Linked DNA regions of Mus musculus: region 2 is linked to region 1. Evidence: chromatin contacts called from public promoter capture Hi-C data. All regions are on one chromosome and are shown on one strand. Each heading gives the region's core, a stretch centred on a gene start, on an enhancer-like site or on the middle of the called end of the contact. The rest is flanking DNA. Distances are from core to core; before and after follow the strand shown.

What was found. Promoter capture Hi-C pulls out the DNA fragments that hold promoters and counts their contacts.
Region 2: a contact with region 1 is called in a promoter capture Hi-C map of pre-B cells, with 6 times the contacts expected there. The contact joins two enhancer-like sites. A contact is called at or near these places in 2 of 39 promoter capture datasets (liver and pre-B cells) and 1 of 115 datasets of contacts at active chromatin or transcription factors (embryonic stem cells).

Annotation. Positions count from the first base shown.
Region 1 is chr16:76,364,633-76,367,332 of GRCm38.p6, forward strand. All of the region lies in intron 1 of Nrip1 (nuclear receptor interacting protein 1), which reads right to left. Among named protein-coding and RNA genes, the nearest start is that of Nrip1, 7.1 kb to the right of the region's middle. Within about 2 kb of position 1,254, at least 64 of the 459 cell types and tissues checked have an H3K27ac peak or open chromatin away from gene starts, as enhancers often do. A contact at or near this core is called in pre-B cells, where this site is marked.
Region 2 is chr16:78,538,823-78,541,522 of GRCm38.p6, forward strand. D16Ertd472e (DNA segment, Chr 16, ERATO Doi 472, expressed) reads right to left here. Exons shown (of 5, transcript NM_001252439.1): 5 at 1,514-2,700. Among named protein-coding and RNA genes, the nearest start is that of 4930478L05Rik, 20 kb to the right of the region's middle. Within about 2 kb of position 1,444, at least 105 of the 459 cell types and tissues checked have an H3K27ac peak or open chromatin away from gene starts, as enhancers often do. A contact at or near this core is called in pre-B cells, where this site is marked.

The sequences.
Region 1 (2,700 bases), core at 4-2,503:
GGAATCCTTTATTTCCCAACATTTACTGAGCAATTCACCATCCAAAGCACACTATAAGATATTATGTATATTCGCTTTCTGTGTCACTCTACGTCTGCAATACAGTTCCAACTTGTGCTTTTCGGTGTTATGAGGAAGTACTCAGTTAGAGTGGTTTGGGGTTCAACATTCCATAAATTTTAAATAAGTGAAGTAAAAAAAGGGGGGACGGGAGGTTTATAACTCCATTCCTCATGGCCTCGACAATAAAAGCGTATGGCTGGTGTGTATTTAAAAATGTACTCTGTGCTTCAAACCCCCTAGTTCAAGACAGCTCCCTCCTCATCAAGCTCTGCTGCCCATAGGAAGCCAAGTCCTCCTTATCTCTCTCAATAAACTCACGAATGCCTTATCCATTTTCTGCTTGGAGCTCGGAGACTCCTTTTGTAACATGCCATATAGTCTTTAAGGAACCCATTGTGGGTGAAGAAAAGGTAGTAAAAACAAACCAAAAAAAAAAAAAAAAACACATTAAGCATGGCCAAGAGTCACGATTTTTCAACCGAGAAAGCTATGGCACATGGCTACTGCAGTGCTCTGAAGTAGACAAACACAGTCAGCCTTGGGAACACCAAGATTAAGACCATGACAGGCTATTTTAATGAATTATATCAGGAAACACAGCGGCGTTCGTTCGTCGCCTTGAAGCGCACTGCAGTAATTCTGTGGTACACTTCACGAGAGCTAGCACTGGCAGGAGAGTGCCCTTGGGGGCTAAGTTTGGGCGAAAGTGGCCAGTTGCCCTTGGAACTACATTTGCCTCCGGTTAAGGGTAGGCAGCTGAGGAAAAGCATGGAAGACAGGCCTTCCCAGAGAAACCAGGCTGGGAGCATCAGGCTGGGAGGCTTGTCCTCCCATCCTGGGTTCTGTGGTTATCAGGTAGGAGAGCAAGGCTTCCTCAGGGCTTCCTGAATGACAGCTGGCCGCTAGTTTCCTTTTCCAAAGATGGCTTATTCTCATGGAAATGAAATTAGCTGTGTGGCCTCAGGCAAGTGACTCTGGCAAACCCAGTGGGCTGGGTTTCTGTATCTATAAACTAGAGGAAATAATATCCATTCTCCATTCGTCTGGGGGGGGGGGGGGGGAGTTGAGGGGGACGCAATTGCAAGGATTAAAAGAGAAAAATGCATGTGAGCTGGCCAGAACACAAGCAGGTGCCACCTCAGGGTGTGTCCTCTTCCTTTCTCCCTCCTCGGCTCCTGCTCCTCCTGCTGGGCGGGCAGAGGGGGTAAAACAGTAAAAGACACGGACCAATGCTACTTCTGCGCATGTCAAGTCGCCCCCACTCTTCTAAAAGCACCAGTTTGAAATCATGAACAACAACGCGTCCTAACATACAACAGCGGAACCTCAGAATTTAAAATCACATCTGACCTCTCTCACTACTGGCGGTCGTTGCCGAGGGAGACAAAAGGACTTCCCTTTTACCAGAAAGGTAGACTGATTTAGGAGAAGGCTCTACACAAGAGAAAGAAATGTGGAGTGAGAAAGCGGAAGTACTATTTTTAATGTCCTTTCGCAAAAAAAAAAAAAAAAAATCAAACCCTACCCCTGTCCCTTGCGACCCTTTTCTGTGAACGATCTGGGGAAACAACGCAAGGGTCATTAATTCGTTTGGAGTTTTCCAATATCTCCCAATGTTTTTTTCCTTCTGCCCCTCCATTCTTATTTTGCTTCCTTTCCAGTGTATAAATCCTCTCTAATGATTAGATTACTAAAAACTCAAAATTCAGAAATCGAAAATGTAAAACTTTGTTTTCCCCAGTACATTTATCATTCACTGCCTAAACATGTCATCTCTTGGGCTGCAGGCGTGCTTCAGTGGTAGGAACACATACATGCCTACCATGCACAAGGCCCTGGGTCCCATCCTCACCACCACCATCACCACCATCACCACACACACACACACACACACACACACACACACACACACGCACACAGAGCCATCTCTCTCTATCCCTAGAGAAATTCCTCAAGAAGTCCCATTTTGTGCAGAACTTCCAAGTCTCAAATTTTGACCGCAACAGTATGTCAGGTTCTAACCCACGTCAAAAACCATATCGTAGTATTTATTCTCACTTAAAGCTTGTATCAAAGCTAAATTTCCCACCTCACTCTTGTAAGGCTAAATTAGCATCTGACATTTTTAATGAAGTGATATTTAGCATGGTCAGGTGATATTTAACATGTGTTATGTCTATGCAAATCCAACAGTTAAAAGGTCATAACCACAAGCAGCTTAACAACTATATGCAAGTAACTGCAGTGACTACCAGCTTTCCTCCTGGCTTTATGCTAAGGGTAACTGCCCCGCCATGTCCACCTTCCAGAAGCAGGGAAAAAATGGGAAGCAAAATACTCACAGCAAACTACCAACAATGCAAGCTGCCAACTCCTTAGCTCCGGGAGTTGCCCACAATCCTTTACAGCAGGTAGAAAGTGCAGGCTACAAAAGGGGTGGCCTTGCTTATCAGTACAGGCTTTCTTAATTAGTAGACGAAAGGTGAGAGAGTCCTTTGCACGGTGCTCTCAGTAAACACCAGCGTGACGTTGCCCGAGTGCCCGAGTCTTCCTAATCTGCGTGGGTGGGAAACTGAGGCTGAGGGTTTAGAAGCAGGCGACTAAATCAATGTTTGTGGAAAGTCTCGGCAAGTCACT
Region 2 (2,700 bases), core at 194-2,693, 2.2 Mb after region 1:
GTTATTAGCAGCCCTGGGGACTCTGGGACTTGAACCTGTGTCCTCTGGGAGAACAGTCAGGGCTCTTAACCAGAGCCATCTCTCCAGCCCTCTAAAGTTTTATTCTTAGTAGCTCAACTTGGGGAAAAACAAAAGAAAACAAGCCCCCCCCCCCAAACAAAACAAAACAGTCAAATTCAAATTGTTGAAGCAGCTAACTGGATACAGAGTATTTTAGTTAGGGTTTTACTGCTGTGAACAGACACTATGACCAAGGCAAGTCTTTTTTTTTTAATTTTTTTATTAGATATTTTCTTTATTTACATTTCAAATGCTATCCCAAAAGTTCCCTATACCCTCCCCCTGTCCCGCTCTCCTACCCATCCACTCCCACTTCTTGACCCTGGTGTTCCCCTGTACTGGGGCATATAAAGATTGCAAGACCTAGGGGCCTCTCTTTCCGACTAGGCCATCATGTGCTACATATGCAGCTAGAGACACAAGCTCTGGGGGTACTGGTTAGTTCATATTGTTGTTCCACCTATAGGGTTGCAGACCCCTTCAGCTCCTTGGTTACTTTCTCTAGCTCCTCCATTGGGGGCCCTGTGATCCATCCAATAGCTGACACTGAGCATCCACTTCTGTGTTTACCAGTCACTGGCACATTCAGCAAAATCTTGCTGACGTATGCAATAGTGTCTGCGTTTGGTGGCTGATTATGGGATGGATCCCTGGGGTGGGGTAGTCTCTGGATGGTCCATCCTTTCCTCTTAGCTCCAAACTTTGTCTCTATAACTCCTTCCATGGGTATTTTGTTCCCTATTCTAAGGAGGAATGAAGCATCTACACTTTTGACCAAGGCAAGTCTTATAAAGGACAACATTTAATTGGGGCTGGCTTCCAAGTTCAGAAGTTCAATCCACCATCATCAAGGCAGGAACATGGCAGCATCCAGGCAGGAATGGTGCAGGCAGAGCTGAGAGTTCTACAACTTCATCTGAAGGCTGCTAGTGGAAGACTGGCTTCCAGGTAGCTAGGATCAGGGTCTTAAAGCCCACACCCAGAGACACACCTACTCCAACAAGGCCACACCGCCAAACAGTGCCACTCCCTGGGCCGAGCATATACAATCCATCACACAGCATAAGATTATATAAAAGTTTCAGGGTAGGCAAGCTATATGATTAAAAAGAAGAAAGAAGGAGGAAGAGGAAGGGAGAAGGAGAAAGAAGAGGGAGGAGAGGAAGGAAGGGAGGGAGGGAGGGAGGGAGGGAGGGAGGGAGGGAGGGAGGGAGGGAGGCAGAGAAGCAAGCAGGTAGGTCTGCTCTTTTTACACTGACTGGGGCTGGAAATATGGCTCAGCAGGTAAAGAGGCTTGCTGTGAAGTCTGAGAACCTGAGCTTGATCCTTGAGACCCGCGTGGTAGGAGGACAGAACTGATTCTAGAAGCTTCTGACCTCCACAAGACACATGCGGCCTGGTGTGCCTGCCGCCAGTAAACACAGAAATGTAAGAAAATCAACCGAGGCTCGGAGATAGCTACCAAAATATTTGTTTTATTCTTGTAAAGTTAAAAATAGTAGACAGACTTATCTAGTTACAGTTTCAAAGCAGAATACAAATATATAAATTGCATATAACCCGGACGAAGACAAAATAATCTTTTTGTTTCTTTTGGAGACCAACTTAGCTTTGATCACGGCAGTTTCATTTTCGCTTTCTAAATGGCAGCAACATTGCTGAAAAGAAGTTTTCAAAGCACACATTGAAGTTCAAGGACTGCTGCAGATGCAGCCAGGTTTCGCTGTCGCTGTCACTGTCTCTGTCTCACACACACACACACACACACACACACACACACACACACACATCACTACGAAGCACTTTTTAAAGCCACCTCCTCTGGAGGCAGTAGGGCAGGGGAAAAAAACAAGAAATCAAACCAATCCGATCTTCAAAGCTAAATCCACTACACTTGGTGCACAGTGGCTGGTGCAGCTTTAAATGAGTCTGTCTCCAGGACATCTTTGCTTCTCGTTGGTAACCTTGAAATTGGGGGGAAATTACTGAGAAATTTCAAACTAGTTTGAAATTAAACTACTTTGCTAATTGGAGTTTTCTTCAAACTAAAAATATCAGTGAAAACATTTACAAATTAAATGTCTAAAAATCTTAACTGTCTACACCCACGTGATCGGTTCCTATCAAGGTGGGCACGGCCTGGGGTTGCTCAGGTGAAGGCTGATGTCAGCCGGGGAACCGAAAGGAATTGGGGAAATGAAAGGCAAAGGTCACACACACACTCTTCCTAGACCAGCGTGACTTCCCCTTCCCCAAGGTGTCCGATTATTTCAGCAGATAAACTCTTCTGTACCCCACACCACAAAGCTTAACTTGGCAACAGTATTTTATTTAGGGCTCTGTCCTTTAGTGTTTTTTTTTTTAAACCAAATTTTCTCAGAAAAAAAAAAATTCTGTTCAAGGTAAAACCGGAATCAAACCCAAAACAAATCAAGTCTCTGCGTTAAGTCATAGCTTAACAGAGGGTATATTATAATTTTTATACGTATGAAGTCTTAAAAGATCCACACATCTTGCTGTAGCGTGAACAGTAGTAATATCTGTCAGTAAATGAGCTTGCAAAAAGTAAAACAAACAACTCCTTCAAACAATCAAAACAAAACGTGATGACAGGAACGCTATACTCCGCCATTAAATAAC